Linked DNA regions of Mus musculus: all the other regions are linked to region 4. Evidence: chromatin contacts called from public Hi-C and HiChIP or PLAC-seq data. All regions are on one chromosome and are shown on one strand. Each heading gives the region's core, a stretch centred on a gene start, on an enhancer-like site or on the middle of the called end of the contact. The rest is flanking DNA. Distances are from core to core; before and after follow the strand shown. Region 1 holds the start of Cxadr (coxsackie virus and adenovirus receptor). Region 2 has its middle 12 kb from the start of Gm31431. Region 3 overlaps Gm31431 (a long non-coding RNA gene). Region 4 holds the start of Mir99ahg (Mir99a and Mirlet7c-1 host gene (non-protein coding)).

Evidence for each region. A called contact is a pair of places that touch in the nucleus more often than the background predicts. HiChIP or PLAC-seq counts read pairs in DNA pulled down with a chosen protein or histone mark.
Region 1: a contact with region 4 is called in an H3K27ac HiChIP or PLAC-seq map of cardiomyocytes, with 5 times the contacts expected there. The contact joins the promoter of Cxadr here to the promoter of Mir99ahg in region 4. A contact is called at or near these places in 1 of 39 promoter capture datasets (cranial neural crest) and 2 of 115 datasets of contacts at active chromatin or transcription factors (cardiomyocytes and pancreatic cancer cells).
Region 2: a contact with region 4 is called in a Hi-C map of uterus, with 6 times the contacts expected there. The contact joins the enhancer-like site here to the promoter of Mir99ahg in region 4. A contact is called at or near these places in 1 of 484 Hi-C or Micro-C datasets (uterus) and 3 of 115 datasets of contacts at active chromatin or transcription factors (embryonic hindbrain, embryonic limb bud and fibro-adipogenic progenitors).
Region 3: a contact with region 4 is called in a Hi-C map of uterus, with 6 times the contacts expected there. The contact joins the enhancer-like site here to the promoter of Mir99ahg in region 4. A contact is called at or near these places in 1 of 39 promoter capture datasets (cranial neural crest), 1 of 484 Hi-C or Micro-C datasets (uterus) and 2 of 115 datasets of contacts at active chromatin or transcription factors (bone marrow-derived macrophages and embryonic limb bud).

What each region holds. Positions count from the first base shown.
Region 1 is chr16:78,300,237-78,303,213 of GRCm38.p6, reverse strand. It overlaps Cxadr (coxsackie virus and adenovirus receptor), which reads right to left and starts at 1,543. Exons shown (of 7, transcript NM_001025192.3): 1 at 1,340-1,543. The coding sequence starts at 1,382.
Region 2 is chr16:78,100,137-78,103,122 of GRCm38.p6, reverse strand. No RefSeq gene overlaps it. Among named protein-coding and RNA genes, the nearest start is that of Gm31431, 12 kb to the right of the region's middle. Within about 2 kb of position 1,277, at least 42 of the 459 cell types and tissues checked have an H3K27ac peak or open chromatin away from gene starts, as enhancers often do. A contact at or near this core is called in uterus, where this site is marked.
Region 3 is chr16:78,050,790-78,054,120 of GRCm38.p6, reverse strand. The region is part of intron 2 of Gm31431 (a long non-coding RNA gene); the gene reads left to right. Among named protein-coding and RNA genes, the nearest start is that of Gm31431, 37 kb to the left of the region's middle. Within about 2 kb of position 1,775, at least 9 of the 459 cell types and tissues checked have an H3K27ac peak or open chromatin away from gene starts, as enhancers often do. A contact at or near this core is called in uterus, where this site is marked.
Region 4 is chr16:77,327,805-77,331,040 of GRCm38.p6, reverse strand. Mir99ahg (Mir99a and Mirlet7c-1 host gene (non-protein coding)) reads right to left here and starts at 1,713. Exons shown (of 5, transcript NR_015543.3): 1 at 1,363-1,713.

The DNA.
Region 1 (2,977 bases), core at 294-2,793, 970 kb before region 4:
TCCTCTTCATTCCTCCAATTTCTGCTTTGGATGTATTCAACTTCGGTTTGTTTTACCAAACAAAGGTGGGATTCACCGAGCAGACTGGTTCAACGACCCTTCCTGTTTTTCACAAGATTTAATTTCGAAATTTCAGCCAAGCCTAAAAGATCTGTATCCAAAAAAAAAGGTGGAGGTGGAGGCGGTGTGGTAGCCTCAGCTCCACAGATTAGACTTGTTAATAGAATGTTGATCCCATGAGTAATGTCCACAGCTGTGGCATCCAACAATGGAATTAACATTTCAGCAGGAAGCAGAGAGAGCCATCCCAGTAGAGCTGAGGCAGATCCAACAACCTTCCCAACTCCCGCAATCCTAAGCAATCCTCTTCGGAGGCTACGGTGTGTGTGCGCGTGCGTGCTTCCCAGAGTTGAACGTGTAAATCTTTTACATGACTCACTTGGCTCGAAAATTCCTCCAATTGCTTAGTATTAGGAAATGAGACCGACTTGTTAAAAACACACTTAGAAAAAGATTAATTTCTAAGTGCTAGAATGCGTATGCGTCCTGGGGTCCAGGCATTTTTTTTTTAATGCCTTATTTCCTGAAAGAGACGCTCTGCAGCTGAAAGATGTACTGGGCGATTTCTACCACCACACGCCTCACCACCTGAACGTCAATCATCATACAAAAAAAAAAAAAAAAAATCAACTTATTACAAACCCGGGCTAACTCCTCCCCAACAGCGATTTCAGACCTTCGGCTCCTAATACCTCGTCTCGGAGCTGCTGGGTCGAGCTAGCCTGTTCTTTGAGACTAAAAACCAGCAGCTTCGGTGCTTCTTTCCTAAAGGTAGCCAGGGCGACTGACACCGAACGGCTCAGTCTTCTCTCAAATAATGGCGTTGGTAATTCAGCCTCCCCGGCTTGGACTACCCGATACCTAAAAACTCGCAGCCCGGAGCTTGGAAATCGGGGAAGGCTGGCGGCACACAACACCCAGGCAGACGCGGGAAACAGACAAGGGCAGATAAAGCCAAATGGTCCCCAGGGTAAGCTGCCCTGGAGGCGCGCCCCACACGCCCCTGGGCGAGCCTCCGCCACCGCCACCGGACGATCGGGTCCCCGCTCCGCTGCCTCCCAGACGCCTCACGCCCCCTGCGCCGCTCCCGGGGACCGATGCATTCTCCGGGCTGGCGCGCGTGGTCCGGGGCAGATCACCCTGTGCATGGGTGCCCATCCGCCACTACCACGGCAGCGCCCCCCAAATTGAGCCGCCCCCTCCCCCCACGCCCCATTGTTCCCGGGAGGCCGCGAGCTGGGAGCGCAAGCGACTGGGACGGAGAGGTGCCGCAACTCACCCGCGATCCCGCACAAGAGCACGAAGCACAGTAGGCGCGCCATGGTAGCTGCCGGCCGGGTCGTGGCTTGCAGGTAAACGATCTCGGCTGGGAGCCCTGGTTTTCCCAGAGCCTGGTACACTCCCGACTGGCTCCCGGCGGTGGCAGCAGCGAAGGCACCTCTGCGCCCCGCCCCAGCTCGGCAGGTGAACGCGTCACTTCCGGCAGCACCCGGGAGCCCCTAAGCAAGAGCCCACAGTGTTGGCGCCCTGGGGTTGCCATGGAAACTGGGATCAGCCCGCGTCCCACCCCCCCTCCCCACCCCCACTCCCCTCTAAGGAACCTTCCAGTCCCAGCGGTCTTGCGCGCTGTACACCTGCTTGCGCTAGCAGCCACCTCCAGCTCTCCCGACTCCTGGTTAAATCGCTTTGTGAGCTGGGAAGCAGCGAGCCAGTCTCACTGCTGAAACAGTCACGCCCTCCTCCCCAGAGCCCAGCTCCAGGCCGGAATTGCTCCCTCTCCCTAAACCTTGAGCTAGGTTTCTTTCGACACACCACTAGCCAGCAGTCACCGCATCCTGTGGTCAGGGGTGGGGACCTCCTGGCACCCGTGTTTCCAAGGGCGATCAGAGAGCCCCGCCAATATCTTGCCTTCTTTTTGAATGGCTAGGTTCCTATTGAAGGCTCAGGAGAGGCTTTTCTTCCGCCCCTGTATACACTAGACCTATAAATTGAGGCGGCAGGTTTAACAAATACTTGGGGCTTTTCTCCTCCTTGCGATTATGAGTCGTTCCAGCCCTGAAGTTAGCCCACAGGGACAAAAGAACTTTAAAAGTGGGACCGGTTGGGGATGGCTAAGTGAACGGGAGTGGCTCTTGGAAATTAGGAATTTGAAAAGCCAGTGCAATCCCGCCCTGCAGCTCTCCCAAGCTGTTATCCTCAGACTTGCCTTTGCTAACTATTCTTGGTTGCTCTTCCCAGATTTTTTTTTTAACTGTTAGAAATGTTGAAATTCACAAGAGCCCCATATTAGGAGGTAGAAAACAGAAGAAACCAGCGTAATGGCCAAGAGTTAGGGGTCTTGGTGGGCAAGTTATTTAGAAGTGAAAGTGAAATCGTGCATTAAAAAAAAAAATGCTTGGTAGGTCCAGAGATGGCTCAACAGTTAAGAGCAATGGCTGCTCATCCACAGGTCCCGAGTTCAACTCCCAGCAACCACATAGTGGCTGGCTCACAACCATCTGTAATGGGATCAAGTACCCTCTTCTGGTATATCTGAAGACAGCGACAGTGTATTCAAATATATAAAAATAAATAAATCTTTTTTAAAAAATGCTTGCCCCCCCCCCCACAGAGCACATAGTGCTCAGCAAGTAGGGACTAATAAAGGAATATTGGGAATGCCTTGTTGCTTGTTGAACCAGAGAAAAGAGAGAAGGCAGGTGTAGGGGGTGATAGGGATGTCCCCACAGGCTCATATATTTAAATGCTTAATCACTATTTGGAAGGATTAGAAGGATTGGGTACTGCAGCCTTTTGGAGTAGGTGTGGCCTTGTTGGAGGAGGTGAATCCCTGGGGGCAGGCTTAGAGGTTTCAAAACACCCATAAGATCCTGGCTCTCTCTTGCCTCTTCCCACCTCCTCTCCTTTCCGATCAAGA
Region 2 (2,986 bases), core at 28-2,527, 770 kb before region 4:
TATCATTTCTGCTGGAGTTTTTTTTTTTAATTTTAAAAGTATGGTTTATCTAATTATTTTAACCCAGGTCACATATTTGCATTATTACAGTGTGGTACTGCTTATCTTTTTCAGTACCATTCTGATCACAGTTTATAGCATTAGGGTTTTCAGAGGGAGCTGCCCAACAGTGGAGACTGGTTACACAGTCTTCCATGTCTAATATCCATTTCCTTGCTTGTAGCCCACCTGACATAGTTTGATTCAAGAATGATTTCAACAGCTAAGAGATTAGAATAGTGGGAACTTGAGACCCTTAAAAATTGAATCAGTTTGAGTTTAATTTTACAAGTTTGATTTTTGCATGAAGTGTTTAAACCTTCCTTTGATGAAGTTCTTCATTAGAAATTTCTAGGCCTGCATTGATGAGCCTAAGTAGATTTAGAACCTTTTCTAATGGCAGCAATTTGGGTTATTTTCACTGAAGTGACACTACATCATTGTTACCTTTGTGGGTATTTTTATTAACTTTTGCCAGGTACCAAAAGATACATCCCCTTCAATAATTGTGATAATGTATTCGAACTACGCAGGTGACTTTCCCTCTCTAATCCTCCCTCTAATTCAGAGGATTTAAATCTCTTTTGTTAAGTTATTATTGGGAGAAATAACTCCTGCATTCTTTGTGAACCTACTTATAGAAAAAAGGAGATTTTATTTCTCCTTTTAATTAAAAAGAAATACAACTGGTCTTTCAGAATGAACCCGAACCTAATTTAATGTTATAATAAAGAGGAGGTGCCGTGGAGAGAGATTTTGATGTTCCTAAATTTATACTGAGATACAAAAAGCAAATCCGATCTGTCCTGAGCCTGCATTTAATGAAATGTTGTGAGGGCAAGAGAGAGTAGAGAATCTGAACAAAGAGAATACATGTCGGGTGGAGTAGTTTCTTTAGAATGACGAGTTTGTTGGCTCAGCTAGCAGGAGGGGTCAAGCCGTAAACTGAAATAAAGGGACATTATAACTGGTAAGAAGCACAGCTTATACAAGGGTGCACTTTTAAGTTTGGGAGAAATAGTTGTTGCTCTGGCTGGAAAGTTTCTGTTCCCTTCTTTTTTACTAAACCAGGGAAACTGTATTGACATGCACCCAGATGGACGCTTTGCAGCCTTTCAAAGTGACTCTCCCTAACACTGCAAATTCTTGGCCACTTTCCAGTCTAAGGAGAGGTTAGCCAAAGACTAAAGATTTACTCGGACCACCCAAACGATGAGACTCCACCTTTCTTCTGGATCTCAGCCACCCGGGTACAAATAGAGAAAACTCAGGGGGCCAGGGGTAGGGGTGGGGACGACGGACGATGTGGAAGACAGATGGCAGGGAGAAAGAAGAAAGAGACAGAAAAGAAAACGCAACTTTTAATCAGAGGAAATTAAATTCTCCTTGCTTTCTTTCTGTTGCCCTGGAGTATTAAAGATACAAACCAGCTACATCAATCACTCCTCAACATAGACCTTTTTGTTTGCTGCTCTGAGCCAGAAGCACACATTGTGATTTTTTTTCTGTACACTGCAATGGTCATTATTGTGTGTGTGTGTGTGTGTTTTTTTTTTTTTTTTCTTAAATTTCAGACGAAAGCCTTTACATCCTAGCTCTGATTCTGGACAGTGACATTTTGCGTGGTGGGGAATGATAAAAATCTGTTCTTTGGCATCTTAAAGTTTTATGGAAGATTCTCACTTATTTTATTAGAGCTTTCGTGTTTGGAGACGTTTGGAGCTTGAGTTGAGTTCTAACTGTTCTGAGAGGTTTACAGACTTCCTCGGGCATTTCTGACCAGGATTCATGGACACTGTGATTTCTGCTATCAGTAAATATTTTTTAAATCATTGTTTTTATTGTATAGATTTACAGGGTAGAGTGCAACAATTTGATAGATGCATATGTTATATAATGATCAAATCGATGGTTAATCTTTCCATCTCTTTAAGCATTAATAAATTGAGAAAGAACATGTAGTAGTTGTCCATTCTCTATTGTTCCTGTTCAGGGTGTATGACCCTGAGGTAGGAGACTGTAGCACAGTCCAGCTCTGGTGGCACATCTCCTTATTTTCCACCTCTTGGAGGGGCAACATCAGCACTTTGTCTCCTGAGGGTAATTTGGGGCTTAGGTACTTTAGGGTCAAAAGAAATATTAAGAAAGCAGGCTTAAGCCAGAATTTGGCTTAACTGATTCAAGGCTAGTCTGACCTTCAAGTGACCTGCCAGGGGAAAGCATGGATCTACCATCTCATGTGTAAACATGATAGGTTCTGCAGATGCTTAGAACTATGGGATGAATGACCCATGTAGGGATGCTCCAAAGTTTTATCAGCCTGTCAATCAATCAGGATAAGGATCTATCCTCTTTCTTACCCTGTGGAGGGGCTGCTCTAGCTCTAACTCATACAAAGAGCTTGGAAAAGAACTCTCAGATCTAAACTTGAGTTGGCTGAGTCTGTGGACTGCAGCCCCTTTTACTCCGTCTGTCCACAGATCTATACTTTTATTATTGATCCTTGGGTATCTATTCCAATTCATTGAGACAAGGAACCTGATATGACACAATGGGACTCTCCAAGATCCTCCCGGACAACAGATCACTCCTCCAACGTTTCTTTCAAAGTTAGATGAGGATGGATCAGAGATGAGGAATAGTCCCAAGTTTTGTGTAGCAACTCAGCATCCTTTTTTTATCATCAGCTATGAAGTACAGAATGTGTATTGTTTTGCTTCATAGCATCAGACTATTCCAGAAGATCAAGGAAGATCAGCATCCGTAAGAGATAAAAGGAAGCAATTGAGTAAGAGACAATGTGAAGAAAGGATGTGAGACTTCGGAATGAAAGGAAGGCTGGGAGGACAGATGCCAGGGTGAAGACTTGGGAGAGTGAACCGGACTCATTGAGCTATTGAAGGCCTCTGCTCTCCAGTGTTGCATGGTAGAGGAATGGTGGCAGGTG
Region 3 (3,331 bases), core at 526-3,025, 720 kb before region 4:
TTACCTCACTCAGGATGATGCCCTCCAGGTCCATCCATTTGCCTAGGAATCCTTTTTGTGAACATAAAAAAAACTGAAGGTTGGCAAGGTTAGCTGAAAGATGATAAATAAATGCAACATAGCTTCATCCCACAGAAACACATTTTGAGAATATTTAGCCCATATACACACATAATTACAGATTTTCCTAACTCTGTTGAATCAGGATGCTAAACAACAAGTCAAATGAATAAGTGATGCTTCTCTAAAAGCCAAAAAATATTGATATAAGTTCCTAGGTATCTTTTAATTGGGGTTTTCTGGTTTGAAAATAGTTAATGATAACTGAGATAGTATACTCTGTAAAAACTTAAGGCAGCTGGTTCAAACAATACAGGCATTGTTCTAAACATACCATTCAGTGTTTTCAATTAAATGTGGTTAAGAGATTTTTCTCATGCGCAAGACATTTTAAATCCTCGGGGAAGTAGCTCAATATCGGTCCACTTAACTTTTGCTTACAAAGTACTTCAGCTTGTAAATCGGAGCTGCCTAAACACCCTGACAGGGGTGTGATGGTTATTCACTGCTATAAGATGAATGGTGCTCCTCACACAATTTACAATTTGAGGTCCAACTTACAGAGCTTTGGAGTATAGCCGAATTTTGTAGTATTGCCGGCAAAGAGATAATTAAGATTGTACAAGGTCATAATGATAACCCTAGTCCAATCTGGCTGACACCCTTTAAGAGGAAGAGATGCTGGGTACTCGTGTGCACAGAGAGGAGACACAGTAAAGCCATAAAAAAAAATATGTTCCTTTCTCAGCAAAGACCAGAAGCCTCAGAAGAAACCAAAACTGCTAACACTACAGTCATGCTTATAGCCTCTAAGACTATAGGAAATAAACATGCTGTTTAATTTACCTACATACTTTGTTATATCAGCAACACAACTCTCCTAATGACTGAGGCTTCTGTATGCATAGATTCTATATCATAGATTCTATATCATCAGGTCTTTAAGTTTTATGAATAAGTGCTTTACTAAGGCAGTCTCTTATGCCAAATGGAAGGTGAAATATTTCAAATCTCTCCTGGACCAACGCCTTGGATTTTAGTTCTGGAGGGCTCCACTGCTGTTAGTCTCTAGAACTGATCCCTCTGCCCACATGTTTATCCTGATTATGTACTTTCAAATACAGATGTTTATTCTGAGAAAGCTGCAAGATCGGGAGTAAGGGTGTCTATTACCATAGCATACTATAATTTATCCTCTCTGATAGGATTGTGGGCTGAACTTATTAAAATTACATGACAACCAAGCAATGTTTTCTTGTAACTAAAGAAAATATACAAGGGGAAATTAAGGCCTCAGCGCAGGGATACAGGAGCAGCCGAAATGTCCTGTTCTTTATCCAAATTATTGCTGAATCCACAGATAATTTGATCATTCTCATTCATCTCTATGAGACAAGGTTAAAAATATTTTAGCCATATCAAGGGAAGTATAGTTGGGTGATTAAAGGCCTAAAGCTGGTAAATGTGACTCTTCATTGTTTATAGGACAGGTTTGGCAAGAGTCCTAAACATCATCTCCGTTTATAAAATCATAAAGCCCCTCTATTCAATATGAAACAAAGCCAAAGTTCATTTGCACAGTTTTGCTGCAGTAATTGAAACCACTTAGGGATGTTTATTGTTCTAAGACCAGAAACAATAAAGACAGCATAAACAAGACACTGACCCAGTGTGATGCTATCGGGATGAATCAAAGAAAAACAACCGAGTTTCTCTATACACAGCTGAGCTCATTCCCTCCCTGACTGTGATCAACTTGCCAGCATGCGGCTTTATGTTGTCTCCTTTTGAAACCGAGGATGAGGGAAAGGGCCAGCCCAGTGAGGTTATAAAGATAGTGCTGTCTCCGTGTGTTTCTCTTAGTTCTCTTCCTTTTAAAGTTTCGTGCCACAGCATAGATACAACGAGGGAGAAAATGAAGCTAGCATTTATGTGCAGCTGCACACTCTTGTCTTTCGCAGAGAAAAGATTAAAAAGTTCCTTTCTATATTAAATACAAAACTTTGTGTAGGAATGGAGGGCGTCTTACACAAAGACAATAGGCGTTAAGCAGTGCAACAAGAATTGAAAATTAAATGAATTCTCGCCCATCAAGTGTTTTAGAAGACAACGTTTTAGAAGCAAAGTGGAACAAGGCTGTGTGTTGCGGGTGCAGGGAAGGAAGTGACGTGATTTTGGTCACTTTAAGAAGACTTCATTCTGCTTTGTAGTTTTCATTCTGGTAGATCTTGAAATTCAACCCTGCTGACAAGTGCAAAAGCGCTGAGCAAGATAGCAGGAATTTCCTGGGGGCAGTCCTGAAGGGCACCGGGATGGTACCACCCAACGTGCTACTCGGAGGCAGTCATTGGTTAAAGCCGGAAGTGGACAAACAATAGAAATCTTGTGGAAAGACACCTGCAAGGAGATTGAGGATAGAGGAGTAGTGGCTTCATCAGAAACGTCCCCCATACTCTCAGATATTTGTTCTCTGGTTGGTGGTGTGTTTGGGGCAAGTTTAGGTGAGACAGCCTTGCTGGGCAAAGTCCACCACTGGGGCAGTGCGCTTCGAGAGTAAAATGTCTCACCAACTTCAGATCGTTGACTTCGCTTCATGCTTTCAGTAAAGGGTGTCAACTGTCTGCATCTAGTTTTCACTGCCATGCCTGCGTCTTGCTACCATGCTTCCCTGTCACGACAGACACTCATCCTTCTAAAACCATAAGCCCAAATAAAATCTTTCATAAGTTGCCTTTGTCATGATATTTTGCCATGGCAAGAGAGAAATGGTTCAAGAGTAAAAAGGGTTCAGACAGCTAAGACCTCAGATGAAATGGTAGCCAGCTGACCACAGTTCTGACCAGGACAACTTACAACACCATGCTCAGGGAAGGCTAGGAACAAGGGTGACAGGGCCTTTTGCATATCTTAATAGGCAAACTGTTTTTGTTTTGTGTAATGGTTGTGGATTGTGGCTGGAGAAATTATGGAAAGATTGGAACTTAGAGAATGAGTTTACCTGAAAGAGGATATTTCACTGTGGACTGAGTAGGATAATTCTTTCTATGTTCTTGCTGCTGCTACTACTGATGATAATGATGATGATGATTCAATTTTTACTTGATACCTAGTGGAAGGTAGGCTTATCAAGGACAGGGTCAAATTTATTATGGAAGCCAAAATAGCAACAAAACTGTACCCAACAGAATTTAAAATTTAACAATGTTCCTTGCCCCTCTACAGTATGTGTGTGTGTGTATATATGTATATATGTATGTATGTATGTATGTAT
Region 4 (3,236 bases), core at 464-2,963:
AAGTCCCCTTCCCTTTCACTACAAATCTGCAGCTTCTCACTGGCTGCCTTTTGTTTGGTTTTTTGTTTGGTTTATTAATTTACTTTAACAAACAGAAGATTCCAGATAAAAGGAGTCTGTCCCCCATGTAAGTTCTGTGCTTTAAACAAGTAGACAAAACTGAATTGTCTCTCTGCTTTGGAAAATGTTTAAACGATGCTGAAGTAGACCTAAAACTTCATCAAATCAACAAATGGACCATAAAGATCCTCCATATTTTTTGATAACATCAATTGCAAATATTATGGTAGCAAAAACTGATTTTTCTAATGAGGTGAACATCAGAAAGTATATTTTAGCACTTACTATAAATGTGATTATGAACATGAGAGGTTGGAATAAGAAAAATAGGTCGCCTCGGCTCACATTCCTGGACATGCTGGCAAGCTAAGATTTTCTTTGAACAACAACAAAACATAGTTAAAACAGGACTTAGTTACGTTTAAACAAGGAATTATTCTCAACTTATACTGTAAGGTTTTTCGTTGAGCTTGGTTGGTTTTATTTTAGAAAACATGACCTTACTAACTTCTAAGGTATTTGCACTGAAACAAACAAACAAACAAACAAACAAAAACTGCTCTGCATTACTGCAACATGATTCTTCAAAAAGAAATGTGTGCAAAGTCGATAGCACACAACGTGAGCAAACAGGATCAGCAGGAACAAAAGAAGTTTGCACGCTGTTGCTCAAGGACTTTTAAAGAATCCTTCCCAGGGATAAGACACATAAACCACTGGGAAGGGACTTGGGAAATCAAAGCACACTTAGTTTTCAATGCATGAAGATGTACTTTCTTAACTATTTTATATTAAAAATAAGAGGGAGCAACAGCAATTCTCACTGGCTGGCTGGCTGGCTGCTAAACACGGGCCCTGACCCTTCTCCTGGCCAGGAATGCAAAGCTCTTTCCATAGGACTTATTCCTGAGATAAGGCACCAAATCATGAAGCCAGCGCCCAGTGACACAGAAGTTGGACTAAATGCAATGTTTACACATATCCTGACTCCCCCTTCTTCCTCATCCCAGCCACATTTGATTTGCCTAAATCAATATTGACTCTGGTTGCAGAAAAGCAGGACTTAAACAAAAGAAAATCTGGAAGAGAAAGAACAGACTGGACGCTACGAGTTTTTTTTTTTTCTCTCAGATTGCAAGTATCACGTGAAATGAAGCAGAGACAAAGCCACAGAGCTTCGGAATTTCTAAGTATTCTTGATGGCTTGTTTCTCCCCCCACCCCCCAAAAAGCAGAGCAGATTTCTTAACTTGTATTACAACCCAGAAAGAATATTTGAGCAACATCTTAAATCTGCACTCACCATGTGAAAGCAACAGTTGCGTGGAGTAAAAGTGTGTTATTTCTCCTGCCCCTGTTCCATTTCAGTTCTGACTATAGTTGTCCAACAACCAAAAGGCCGGAGCTGCCACCCAGAGGCCCCGTCCACGATCTGGTTCATTTGCCTGTCAGCCCGAGAGCTGGCTTCTGCCGGCTGCAGCTGTGCACTTTGCTGAAGTTCTAATATAAATCTCCATATGGTTCCCACCGCCTCACATAGGTGATCTGGCCTCTCGGTTCAATGAACGCGCAGCTGAACTCTTTTCCAGGTGAGTCTGTGAGAGCTAGCTTTGAAGTCGTCCACTCTCAAGTTCAGGAGTTCTTGGTGAGGAGTGGGTGGAGAGAAGCAGCCTTGCTCCGGGGAACTCAGGCTGCAGTCAGAATGCGAAAACTTCCTCTGTTTTCCTGCCTTGCGTGGCTGAGCGCTAGTGCCTCTTTTCACAGAACTTCGGAATGTACAGGCAGGACGCAAAAGGGGCCCTGCCAGACAAGCCTTTCTCAATCAATTAGCTTGCAGCCATTACTTGTGACCCGAGGTCACACAGCATAAGTGTGTGGGGTGTGCCTTCAGGGGTCCCAAGGCTACTTATTACAGCTTAGATAACCTAAGCCGAGCAGACACTGCATTCTAGAAATATTTTTTAATAGTAAATGTGCTAAAGATGTAAAGTAAACCGAAGGTAACCCCCTAGTGTTCTTTCTGAGTAGGTATTGCTTGACTCAGTGAATTTAAAACAATACTTTTTCACATTAAATCAAACAGCGTTCAGGACAGAATAGTAACATGTTTTCTTTATATTATGTGCCTGCAGATGTGGAAATGACAAAAGAGCTCATGTAGACACTCACATGATTACCAGCATACATATCCCTTGTATCACATGGCTAAGCATAGGCAGTAGTATGGTTTTCCTTGAGACTTTTAAAGAATTTTAATGTAAAATTAATTTTAATTAATTAATTTTGATGCAACTATCGACAAAGTTCTCCGTAGCTAAGGAACTGACCTCACTTTGAGGATACAGCCTAGCCTGCTAACCCCGGGTGAGATTCCATGCAAAATTAACTTCACGAATTCTCTTATTTTCAGAACTATATTAGTTACAATTTCCTCCAGTTCCGAAAAAGCGCTTCTTCATTTTAGTACATTTTTAACTGGGAATTCATAAGAAAAGCTATGACGTGCTAAGAAAAAAAAATGTAATATTGCAAAACTCTATCTGCGTTTTATGCATTACATCTTCGTAGTCTTCAAAAACACTTTACAAGGATAGGTATCATTATCAAATTTGTGACAAGGAAGTATCAAGTAATTGTACTTCAAAGCAAACCCTTTCTTTGAATGATCCAACCAAATTAAAATGCTCATGTTTCTACAGTGATTAGATTAGACACCCTCCCTCTCCCAGTAGCTGTCACTCAGAGATAGAGATAGATGCCCAACACTCCATCCTTCACCCTATTTACTAAGTAACTGCACAGGCATGCGAGGCCTGCCTGGGAAATTCCTTTAGATGCTGATCTTTCATCTGCCTCGACCATCTTCGAATTAGCAAAACTGAATTAGCTTTAATCAGCTGTTATCTGATATAAAACAAAACATAGACAAATTAAAATGAACAAATTATAAGATTAGCAGCTAAATAATGCTTTCTAATAGGTAGAGCAGACTTTTTGAAAGTACAGAAACAGAGAATATAAGTGGTAAAGTTAGCTCTGGGTGAGACTGAGTGCAGAAACTGGGGTTTCCACTTTCTCAAATGTGAAATATGCGTCATTGATTGGTCTGTATATCGCCTCTGAATAAGTTTTAGAAAACAAAAAATAAATAAATAAATAAAACATGTTTGAGATCTT